Regions from separate parts of the Rattus norvegicus genome. Here region 2 is linked to region 1. Evidence: chromatin contacts called from public Hi-C data. All regions are on one chromosome and are shown on one strand. The core of a region is the stretch at or near the end of the contact, and the rest is flanking DNA. Distances in the headings are between cores, read along the strand shown. Region 1 has its middle 22 kb from the start of Ifit2. Region 2 holds the start of Ifit3 (interferon-induced protein with tetratricopeptide repeats 3).

The links. A called contact is a pair of places that touch in the nucleus more often than the background predicts.
Region 2: a contact with region 1 is called in a Hi-C map of liver, with 4 times the contacts expected there. The contact joins the promoter of Ifit3 here to the enhancer-like site in region 1. A contact is called at or near these places in 5 of 12 Hi-C or Micro-C datasets (the Rat2 cell line, kidney, liver and 1 more).

What each region holds. Positions count from the first base shown.
Region 1 is chr1:241,490,179-241,496,401 of GRCr8, reverse strand. No RefSeq gene overlaps it. Among named protein-coding and RNA genes, the nearest start is that of Ifit2, 22 kb to the left of the region's middle. Within about 2 kb of position 3,496, at least 18 of the 93 cell types and tissues checked have an H3K27ac peak or open chromatin away from gene starts, as enhancers often do. A contact at or near this core is called in kidney and liver, where this site is marked.
Region 2 is chr1:241,524,035-241,530,257 of GRCr8, reverse strand. Ifit3 (interferon-induced protein with tetratricopeptide repeats 3) reads right to left here and starts at 2,932. Exons shown (of 2, transcript NM_001007694.2): 1 at 2,777-2,932. The coding sequence starts at 2,781.

The sequences.
Region 1 (6,223 bases), core at 2,247-4,746:
GCGGAAATGAAACTAGAACGATAGCTTTCTAATTCCCGACCTTCTTTACTACTGCTGTGTAACAGTCACAGTGTGGAGAGAAACCGATACCTAGAGGAGTTCCTTCTCATGTGCTTCTAGAAGCCGCCTAAGCAGTTTTTGCAAGGCTCTTCCTTCATTCCTCAGGTTACCAGACATTAAAGTCCACGTGGTGGGCAGTAAGGCTGATGGAATGGGGAGAGCAAGAACAGGCTGCTCTGTCTCTAGACCAGGTCCCAGGGCAGCTCCGACCGCCCCCAACATCTCCCGCGAGGCTGAACCTCCATCACGGAGCTAAGCACATACCTGGACCAGAGTGTGGAAATGTTAAAGGGCCCAGAGGAATGAGAGGCAGTTGTAGGTCTGCTGCATCAGAGAAGGGAGCAGGGAGGCGAACACAGTGAGTTAGAAACCACAGAAACGCTTGCTCTCTTCTTCCAAGCATAAAGGCAAAAATGGCCACTTCTTTCTCACTCTCCAAATCGAAGGGCATTCTGGGGAACCACTGAGACTAGCCAGATTGACACATGTAGCCCAGTTTGCTCCTATCCTAACCCAGGCACTGCCCTGCGACCCCTGCAAGTGCCTTCCAAGATAGGATGCCTTTTCACCGTGAAACAGATGTGGAGGAATACAATACATTCTTTATTTCTGGAAGGATGGCCAGGGAAACCAGGCCAGCACTGCACTCTAATAATAGCAGCAGCCTTCAACAAATTAAAGCCTTTCGCATCTGTGAGTGCTCTCTGAGCGAGAACTCCATGAAGCCGTGTCTCAGCAGTGGCCATCTCTCTCTCTCTCTCTCTCTCTCTCTCTCTCTCTCTCTCTCTCTCTCTCTCTCTTTCTCTCTCTCTCTCATCTGAGCCTGCTGCTCTTCCTTTTGTTCCTGGCCAAGGCTCAGCAATCATCTCTTTACTCTACCAGACATCAGTATCAATAAACATGATGGTTGGTTAAATCCATGGGTCAAGATTGAAAATCCTAAGGGACAGACCTCAGTGGAAAGCATTTTTCAAAACAAATAAATATATTCCTTCATATCGAATCAAGATACTATAAACACGTATCTTGGGCTGTTCAGACATCCAGTACAGAAGACTCTCTCTTTCCTTGACTGGTGTGTTACTTTTCCAGGATTGAGCAGGGCAGAGATGTGAACGTCTCGCTTCGTAGAAGTACCAGACACAAAGGTTCCTCAGGCACCGTAGGTAAAGCTGTCCACAAATGACTGACAATGATGATAGCCACATATAGTTATTATTTTCTTCTGAGCATTAGAAACTAAGTTTACTAGCACAAGCAATTGAAGGCAACAAATATGCAGGTATTCTTTAGGAAAATGCAAGACCAGAGACAACCCTTTTTTTTGGTTCTTTTTTTTCGGAGCTGGGGACTGAACCCAGGGCCTTGCGCTTCCTAGGCAAGCGCTCTACCACTGAGCTAAATCCCCAACCCCCAGAGACAACCCTTTATTCTAGAACCCTTTTCATTTTTAAATCAAATTACATCCCAAAGGAAAAATACTGAACTCTTTTAAACAATGACAAAGCAAACAAACAAAACCAACCCCAAACCCCATGTTTGTGATTGTGTGTTTGTGTGTGTACATGTGTGTGTGTTTGTGTGTGTGTTTGTGTATATATGTGTGTATGTGTGTGTTTTTGTGTGTGTTTGTGTGTGTATGTGTGTATGTGTGTGTTTGTGTGTGTTTATGTGTTTGTGTGTGTATTTGTGTGTGTGTGTGTTTGTGTGTGTATGTGTGTGTGTTTGTGTGTGTTTGTGTTTGTGTTTATGTATTTGTGTGTTTGTGTGTGTTTGTGTATGTGTTTGTGTGTGTGTTTGTGGGTGTGTTTGTGTGTGTGTATGTGTCTGTGTGTTTGTATGTGTATATGTGTCTGTGTGTGTATGTCTGTGTGTGTGTTTGTGTATGTGTGTATGTGTCTATCTCTGTGTGTGTCTCTGTATGTGTGTGTTTGTGTATGTGTGTATGTGTCTGTGTGTGTGTCTCTATGTGTGTGTGTGTGTTTTTGTTTGTGTGTGTATTTGTGTGTGTGTGTTTGTGTGTGTATTTGTGTATGTGTGTTTGTGTGTGTATGTGTGTGTTTGTGTTTGTGTGTGTTTGTGTTTGTGTTTATATATTTGTGTGAGTGTTTGTGTGTGTTTGTGTGTGTATGTGTCTCTGTGTGTTTGTATGTGTATATGTGTCTGTGTGTGTATGTCTGTGTGTGTGTTTGTGTATGTGTGTATGTGTCTATCTCTGTGTGTGTCTCTGTATGTGTGTGTTTGTGTATGTGTGTATGTGTCTCTGTGTGTGTGTCTCTATGTGTGTGTGTGTGTGTGTGTGTGTGTGTGTGTGTGTGTGTGTGTGCTTTGCCTAACGATCCTTAGCATACAGTCATGGGTAGTTTAGTAGTCCTCATGTTCCAAGAATCCCAGGAATTTGAACTATGGCCATTATGATGTTCTGGACCCTGTTAAGGGCCAAGTAATAAATCTTCTTCTGGCTGGGTGAGCAACCAGTCCAGACTGCTCTTGTGGCATCAGAGAGCACGTGATCCAATAAAACGTCACTCATAGAAGCAAATAGCAAACAGTAGCTGGCTTTGGGTGGACGTTTGTTAACCTTGTCCTATGACCCTGTGTATTCTTCATGCTCAGATTATCTTGAAGACACGAGGTCCTATCTTCTCCAGCAGGGTCTTTTCAGCCATTGCCTTACTCTTTTGGATAGCACACGTTTCAGGGGACCAAAGTGCTGTAGTTTTTCCTTTTGTTTTCTTGGAGTCTTTGTTGATATTTTACCTAAGTACAAGTGCACTCCAGGCTCACGGCCTCCTGAGCTGTAGCTGCTCTGAAGATGGTGACACCGCTTGCTCTCAGCGCTCCCAAATACCCCCCTCACACAGTATTAATTACACAAGGACACAAATACTTCTGGTGCCTTCCTCAACTCGGAACGGCGCTCCCCAATTTGAGATTCCCAGTCCATACATCTAGCCTTTACCTCTCTTCTTCCTTTAACAACGTTTTGAATCCGGAAAGTATTTTTTAAAAGAATGAAAGAGAAAGAAAGAAGAAAGAGATTCCTTGTGTCTGCTCAACAGAGAGGCACTCTTACGTCAGCTGTCATTTTAAAACACCAAACCAGCAAAACACAGGTGGGAGTGGGAGGGGGAGTGGAGAGACCACTGCACACTAACATGTTAATGGACTTACAGAGTTAAGAGAATGTGGCGCATTAAACAAGTGTCTGTAATTTCCGGTGCACTTCCTTCTCAAATAAACAACCGGGAACGGAAGGAAAGACAGCTGTTTTTGAAAGCCTTTGAGTGAGCTGAGTTTTGAGTTCTGGATAGAAAAGGGCTCAGGATCCAGAGTCCATCCAGCGCCACTAGTGGGCGGCCCAGGGAAACAAAAGTCGGTCCAGCCATATTTAAGAGTGATGACCACTTCTAAGTCTCATCTCGGTGTGCCTTGCTGATGAGTAAAAGAGCAGTAACCGCAGATGCTGGGATTTCCCTTTAGGCAGAATGGTGGCTGGTGAAGGGTGTGTGGCCAGTGACTACTGCTTCGGGCGCGGGCTACTGCTCCTCACAGCCCAGTGTACCTGGTACCCACACTTTGTGGGAGCAACTGCTAGCCCGTTAGGCTACGCATTAAAGATATCTGTGTTTCCTACTTGTTTGCAGCGTTGGTCAGGTGTGTGGCTGGCATACCTGAATCCTTTGGAGGACTCCCCACTGTTTCCTAAAGTGAGCTCCACCTTTCTGGGTCCCCACACCCACACCGCTCAGCTAAGGGTGGGATTCTGCACTCACCCAGGCAACCTGGCTCGTATACTGCTCCCAGCTAGCTTTATACCGGGGTGGTACTCCATCATAATGCTGCTTCCTTCTCACTGGGTCCTGCTACTGTCGCCAGAGGGTGCCCTTCTCCACCGCTTTGAACTTTATTATCCCTAGATACTAAATTTGAGAGTTTGCAGCCAAAGTACTTTCAGAATTGGGAGCGAGTTGATTTTATCCGTTCTTCTATGAAGTTCCCCTGAATTATCCAGCCTCTGGGCTTTGGTGATCCAGCCAAGCTCTAGCATAGACTTCTCCTTGTACAATACAAGACCAGACAGGATCCTTTACTGTACTTTCCTATTTTTAATGTTTGCTGACGTTTCTACCTGAAGTGGATTAATTCGCAGACGGTAACATTCTGGACAGCAGAGATGACACCTAGTTGATTCTTACAGGATGGTTCAACCGTTTCCAGCTCTCTAATGGAGCTAGCATCTTAGCAAGAGGCGTTCTCCTGGATTGAATTCTTGGAAGATCCCTGGGATTTAAATTGAAATTCAACTGGCTTAGGAAATGGCTCAGGGGCTTAAATCACTAGACTTTAAGCCCTAGGATCTGAGTTGGGTCATGAGTTCAATCCCAGGGAAAGTAAAAACAAATTCCTGCAAGTGGTCCTCTGACCTCCATGTGTCACCCTTGACTAAATAAATGAATGGATGGATGGATGGATGGATGGATGATAGATGAATCTAGATAGATAGATAGAATGAAAGATAAATGACATTTAAAGTCCTTTAAAAGAAATGAGGTTCCAAGGCTAAGATGTAGCTCAGTGGCAGAGCTCTGGCCCAAGTCACTGGCTTCTTTCCCTACAACTGAAAAGGAGATAAGGGATGGGGAAGAGAGGGAGAGCTTTAGTAGTGAAATGTCATTCTAACAATCCATCATACTACGCCCTATTGCCCAGCAGTTATATCCTTTCACATATACTTCTGGTCTTGACAGTTTAATTCCTCTCCTAAACTGAGTCTCCTCCCTGCCTCCCTCCCCATCTCACTCCCCCTCCCACTCCCCCTCCTTCCTCTTCAAAGGAAAGGAGACATTTTAATCTACCAGTGGTACTTATAGAGAATAGGGAATCACAGTTCCCAGAGGATCCCTCCAGGTCAAAAATGGACCCAGAACTATCTAGAGTTGCTGGTCCCCGGCCTGTAGGAACAGGGGTCAGTATGTGGAAAAACAGGGGCCTTCCTGTCACTCATAGATCCGGTCCTGTGCGCACAGCTCTTTGGGCTGAAACAACAAGCTGATTTTCTTTTCTGTTCTCTCCACAGAACCATCTCTGCCAACTTGGATGCAAAAGTCTCCTCAGATGGTCCCAGGCTTAGAGTCTGTGGGTTTGGTCTCTCTCTGCACCACCCAGCCTGTCTTCACATCCTTCAGTCCCTCCGAGACCATAGCACCCGTGGCCAACAGTGAGTGTATCTTCTCTGTCATCAAGTATAATGGGATCCAGTAGGGGCTTGTTGGGGAGATCATCAATCACGTTGAACAGAAGGGATACCGCCTTGTGGGTATGAAATTTATGCGGGCTTTTGAGGATCTTCTCAAGGAGCACTACATTGACCTGAAGGATCTTCTCTTCTTTGTAGGATAGTTCTACAGGATCCCTTTCCTGGCAGACAAACCAGATGTTTCCAATCTCATAAGCACAGTTGTATTTATTGTTCCACATCCCCCCACCCCACCCCCTCAAGCCATTCCTCATGGTTTTAAGAGAGGAATGGAATCACCATACTGTAGGGGACAGAGGCAGCTTCCTGTCAAGGGTTCTTAATTTCTTTTTCCCCTGTGGTAAACTGTTTAACCCATAGCAAAATACTTTAACATGGGCGATCTAAGGAGACTCTCACTGAAGCAAGAGAGGCAGGAGGTAGTAGGTATATAGGGCTAATGAGAGCAGAAGTAACAAAATAAGAGGGTAGGTCAGAGGAAAGTCAAATAAAACTGAGGGCAATGGAGTATGGGGAGAATACATTCAAAGTACAGTGATTTGTTCATGAAAATTGCCTTATGTAACCCTGTATAATTCTTTTTAATTAAAATAAGTTTAGTGAGTAGAGAATATATAGAACAAAGCAAAAAGAAAAAAAAAACCATTAAGTCCAAGAAAAGGACATGAGAATGATCACCCTTTGAACATGGTCAATCAGATGCCTAACTAGAGGCCAGGAAGTAAAAGATAAGGCCGGGGTATGTAACTCAGTGGTTAGGAGCACTGGTTGCTCTTCCAGAGGACCTGTGCCCATATGGTGGCTCACACCTGTCTGTAACTTCAGTTCTAGGGTCCTGGCGCCCTCTTCTGGCCCAGGCAAAACTCATACACATCATTGAATAATAATTTAAAAAGAGAGATT
Region 2 (6,223 bases), core at 1,683-4,182, 34 kb before region 1:
TTTCTACACTCAAGGAATGCTGACTATTTCACCCACAATTAAGTAGTACTCCAATTCCAGCACATATATGAAAAAAAATCTGTGGTCCTTTTAAAATACTTCTATCCCCATGTTTCCTTCTTAGCCTTGTCTTAGAACTATTCATTCAAGAGTTTAGAATTCCCTGCAGTTTTGCATTTTAATCATAACCAAAAGCTAATTGCGATTCAGGACACAAGTATAGGACAGTTTGAGAGGCTGTAATTCCTTGTCCCTGTTCTAGTTACAGGGTAGAAGGTGCAAGCCAGGAAGAGGAGGGAGCCTGATAATGTGCTTCCCAATTCTGAAAAGACAAGTTTCAAAGCTGAACATGGTCATGCGGTCTCAATCCGAGCACTCAGAAGGTAGAAGTAGACTGATATGTGTGGATTTGAGGGCAACCAAGGTGACATGGTGAGTCCCAACTCAGAAAAGAAGAAGAAAGAAAGGAAATTCAAGTTCTCTGAGACTCAGTCATTAGCTGGAGCTTTAGATTACACAGTTATTGGTGAATCCTCTTGATGAGGAGTCTGAATGACAGTAAGATGACCAGGAAGCAGCAACCCACAAAATCTTACTTAGTCTTTTTCAATATAAGAAACTACAGTGGAGATGGAACCCTAGGTGCTGCCTTTTAGGTCTCAGATTTCAAGGGGCAGATTGTTCTGAAAGAAGTGTGACCAGTGCACCTTCAAGGACTTCCCTGGCTTCAGCTCTTCTCTGCTCTGTCCTTACACAGACTGAGTGTGAAGGAGAAAGATGCTGTGTCAGCTGATTTCCTTTGTCAATCTGATCGGATGTATAATTACCATAAAAACGCAGCACATCTAGGAATGTATTTTCAGAAATGGTTAACTGTGAAATAAAACTCTAAGTCTGGATAGCACCCCCTCCATGAGCCAGTGTCCAAGACTAAATAAAAATAAATAAATAATGCAACCTGGGCACCAGTATTCACCTGTCTCTGCCTCCTCACTGAACACAGCGAGACCAGCATTTGCAGTTACCACCATGACTTTGCAGCCATGATTGTACCCTCAATATCTGACCTGCGATAAATTAACGTTTTCTTCCTTAAGCTGCTTTCATTGGGTCTCTTATCACAGCATACTAAGCCATGTAACTAAAGCAGAGAGACAGACATAATACACGAATTGGTAAGTTGGCTTATGGGAAAATTTAGACGTAGGAACATTTAATCTCTAGACACGGAAAGACCGTAACTGACAAAGCTGTACAAAGAACAAGAAAGGCTTTTCATGAACCTTTGCAGGAACCTCAAATCCAGAATGGTCCAGGTGCCCTCCAAGGTCCTTTACTTACACCATTCTGCAATTTATAACATTACTGGGCAAGAGCAGCTCAGGCTACCCCTGTCCTCACAGAATGTAGTGGTAGAGACTCCTGGTCAGCATAATCTCACAGCTCACAGCTGCTTAAATTTTTGCCTTCGACGTAGCCAAACAGCAAGCCCAGCAAAGCCTTTTGTTGAGGCTAGACATTAAGGTTCCGGGCAGGTCAGCTTTCTGGTCAGTCACACTCAGAACTAACACTGATCCTTTCAGAGTCCCCCACTGTAGGAAGGAGTAGGCTAACACAGTTGGAGGTGCATGCCTTTCATTCATTGTGATTCCAGCCAGGTCCTTGCTAAACATTTGTAACCATTCGAGCTGAGGGAAGACAGTCTTTTTTCATAGCTCTCACAGCAGTTAAACAGCCTTCCCTCTGCCATCAATGCTTCTATTCTTTGCTGATAGGTATTTGTCAGGAGCAGCAGTACTTCTTAGTTCTCACTGAGACTCTTCCAATGGCAGGTGTAGTTTAAGTTTTAAAAATCAATGTATTATGATTACTCTTTACTTACCACAAAATGCACTTGTTTTATGGGTATATGTACCCTGAGTCTAGACAATTGTTTATGCTCATGTGCCCCCACCCACACTTGATAGGTCATCGCTGCCATCTCTGAGATGCCTGTGTGTATCTTCATACTCTGTCCTTACCATCTCTAGGTAACCATTGTTCTGCTTGCATAGCTACAAATTAGGCAGAGTTTATATTTTGAGGGGGGATAGTTTTCTACCTGCCCTGCAGCCTTAAACAGTAGCAAAAATCAACTTGAAAGTTTGAGATTTGGTTGCATATGAGAAATGAAAAAGAAAACCCCCAAAGTGCAAAACCCCTTCTCATCTGTAAGAATTGTTTCTTATACCTTAATCATGGAGCGATCCAACATTTCGGCAACATGAATTGAGCTCGCAATACTGATGCCAACTCTCACACTACCTGATCGTGAAGGAATAGTTCCTTTGGAAAGGTACACAGAGACACAGACACACAGGCACAGACACACATGTGAACACACATAAAGAGACACACAGACACAAACACAGAAATACAAACACACACACACACACACACACATTGAACACACAAACACACACACTAGCTTTTAGTGCATTGATCACATTGAATGACACAACAGAAAAGTCCAAAGAGCAATTCCATTAGTTTAGCTTTGAGCCCAACTTTGTGCTTGAGTGTGTCTATAAATCTTCTCCAGGGCTGTCCAGTGAGCAGTTTTAGAAGCTGCAGAGTACTTCAATGCACACAGAGAAGTAATAACTAAAGGTTCCACTAATAAAAGTCGTGCTAATTCAGGTGTGTTGAATCTACAAGCAACCAGATAACCTAGGACACTTCTGTGCACTGAGCGACAGTTTATCATTTAAGGTGGAGAACCAGAGATTGCACTGACCTCATGACGGCGATCTGTTTCTATGCTGCTGTGAAAAGCTGGGTGTGGGCTGAACAGTTCAGAAATCTCAGTTCACCGAAAGTGGGCACTCAGACGATTATATAAGGGGGCAGAGGGTGGGGGAGAAACTCATCAGCTGATGTCCTGCTGTTTCTCATGACTCACGTTTGTGAAAGGGAAGTGGAAACTAGAAACTGAAACAGACTTAAAATCAACCAGAAGAGGAAAACAAAACTTACTACTGAGATCTTCTATGTCCTGGACACAAAACTTTATGTAAGCTCTGAGCCCGTGGCGTCAGAGGGTGGGGAGGCATTTCCTGGAGCGTGACACTGCATCTGGGAAGAAGAAGAAGGTTTTCCACAAAGTCTCTAGGGTACTCTGACAGTCGTTTCTGGGGCCACATGAAAGAAACTATTCTAAAATCTCTTGAGGGAACAATAGTAGTTTCCCTCTGTGTTCCCTTGTGGGAGAGAGTTTTCAATCCTGTTTTTTTCCTGGAGGATAATCGAACCAATGCTTTTGTTTTATGCTACACTGAATTCAAGTAGCAAAACACCAGGGGAATTTGCTGTGCCTTTTAGTTCCTAGAGGTCTGCGATGACCATTTCCTGTATACCAGTTCTGGAATGGAATTATTATGTGCATAACTGCCTCCTGGGTGGGAGAACAGATTTGTGATAAAGTCAAAGAATTCTGCTTTGAATTATGAGGTCATGTGGAAGTAGAAGGTAGAGTAGACCAATTTTTAGCTACTGATTTGCTGATTTACTTAACGATTTGCTTAAAGGAAGGCTTTTTTTCCTGTTCGTCTGCTAAACATGAAGTCACTTGCTCCTTGAGACAAAATGACCTGGAGAAACAACTAAAAACATTGGCTCATGGCTCTTCACAACCTGCATGTTGCCTCACATGGTTCTGTAAAATCTTGCCTGCTTCTTTGCCCCACCTTGTTGTTTTAGAGAATGGTATGAAAATGAAGCTGTACTCAAGACTGAGGTCTTTCAGGAGCTCTCCTAGCCACGGTCCATTAGTCAGCATATCTTCTCTTTCATGTGGTCTCATTGGCATCGAAGCACCTGTTCCAGAAAGGTTTCCACATACTGTCACCATAACGATTGGTAAAAGGTTTGATAAAAGCCCCTAGTCATGACATTAATGCCCATAAGCACTCCGAGTCTGGTTAGCCTGGCTTGTTAGAAAAGAAATGGATTGGTAATTAGGAGTGTGCTTCTTTTCAGCCCGAAACAGCCAAAAGCAGACTCAGCTCACAAAGCAAACCTGTCACTGGAAGAGAGTTCCAGTTCAGAGATCACTGCCATGTGTCAGGAAGGTGGCATGAACTCAGTCAGCTGTGCAGTTCTGGTTCCCTGTTTCATGTAGCAACTTGCTCCTCTTACTGGTGTGAGAGGTAAGGCGTGAGAAGACACGCCTGTTTGACCCACTGAACTTGCCTTTAGCCTATGCTTTGAAAGGCTTCGGTTAGAAAAATCCACAAAAAGTCTAAAGTTTTCAGAGATCTCATTTCATTTTGTGCCTAAGAACTCAATGCCTGATTTTGGTCCAGAGGGACTTGAAATGGTGAAATACAAGCCCAAGGAGGACGGGCCTGCATCCTTTTCCCTGTCTGCTCTGATTAATAGAAAACTGTACGTTGGACATTTGTGCACTGTGTGTTGTTATTAGAGATGTTGCTTTAGCGGTGCAGAAATGGTCTGAGCAACAGAAGTGGTTAAGTCAGGCATAGGGCACATTGACCCAGTTGTTTCCTCTTGGAAGAATAAAGGAGGTCATGATTGACTGGCTGGTTGCTTGATGGATTGGCTGACAGATCAATTGATTTTCTCTCTCTTTCTCCCTCTCTGTTCCATTAACTCTCTTCTTTGTGCATGTGTATGCGCGCGCGTGTGTGTGTGTGTGTGTGTGTGTGTGTGTGTGTGTGTGTGTGTGTGTACCACTGTATAGAGGACAAGAGAGGCCATACTGTCCCCTGGAGCTTGAGTTATACGTGGTTCAGCTGCTCATCTTGGATGGTCAAACTAAACTCAGGTTCTGTTGACGGATGAGAGATCTCTCCAACCCTACCCAGAATCTAACATAACTGATATTCTCTACCACAGTAAGATGAGTTCTGCACATTCTTCATTCTTATTTTATTCTAGTTTCTGGCTTAGGACACACATTTGATTTTGTCCTGTATTAGTAACAGTTGCATGCCATTTGTTGTCACCAATAATTTTCCCCATTATTGGAACAAAAAAATTTATTGTAGTAAAATAAAAGTCTCTCCTTTCAAAAAAAAACCGTGCAAAAGTGAAAAGTTCATTTCAAAGGAATAGAAGAAACGTTTAAATGCAAAGGATCCATGAGAGCTCCGCTCTTCTGAGAATATTTCCTCAGCTTGTGCGTCTTCTCAGCCCTGAGCTAGCTGAATAGTCCTGTTATTTCACATTACACACTGACATGTGTTTAAGAGAACGTGAGTCACGGGATACACAGTCATAGTTAGGCGCTTTCACAATGTCTTCAATTGTGATAAAGAAGGTGCGTCTCTTGAACAGGAGGCCATAAACACCAATTCACATCTTTGGCCTTGCTTCAGAAATAGTCTTGTTCAGTTGAAGAAGGCAACAGTCTGCCTGTCTTATTTGGATAAATGGAGTAGCAAGATGTAGCAAAGATTTATCTTGCTCAAAATCAAGCATCTGGAGGTCACGAATGCTTGGTACTGTTTTCTGAGCTAAATATTATTGAAGGAAAAGAGTTTATTTGCTGTCAGTCCCATTGACACTCTATGCACAAGGTAATAGCATGAAGGCAAGAAGGAAATTCCCTCTAGACAATCTTCATTATAGCAAGCCCAAAGCTATGTCCTCCTCACATGTGGGACGTCATTTTAGCCATTTAGTAGGATGTTAAGCTGACATGTTCAAGATTTTACTATCTGTGCTCACATGTTTATTGTAACATTATTCAAATAGTCAGACTATGGAACCAAACCAGATGTCCATCAGTATATGAATGGATAAAGGAAATATGGTCTGAATGTAATACATATGTACAAACACAGACACATGTTCATATATAAAGGAGTACTCACACACAGAGAAGTATACACACAATAGAACAGACAAGCACATAATGATGGAAAACACAGCATGTGTGTGCATGCGTGTGTGCACAAACACACACACACACACACACACACACACACACACACACACACACTGGAATAGTACTACATCTTTATAACTGAGGGCAAATTAATATTTGTAAAAGATTTATTTTAGTACATATTTATGTAGTATGTGTGTGTGTTTCTGTCTGTCTGTCTGTCTGTCCACAGTGTATGGCTGTCTCCAGAGGCAAAAAAGACCACCACATTCCCTGGAGTTGGACTTGCAAGTGGTCATGAGCCACCTGCTATGGGTGCTGGCAACTGAATGG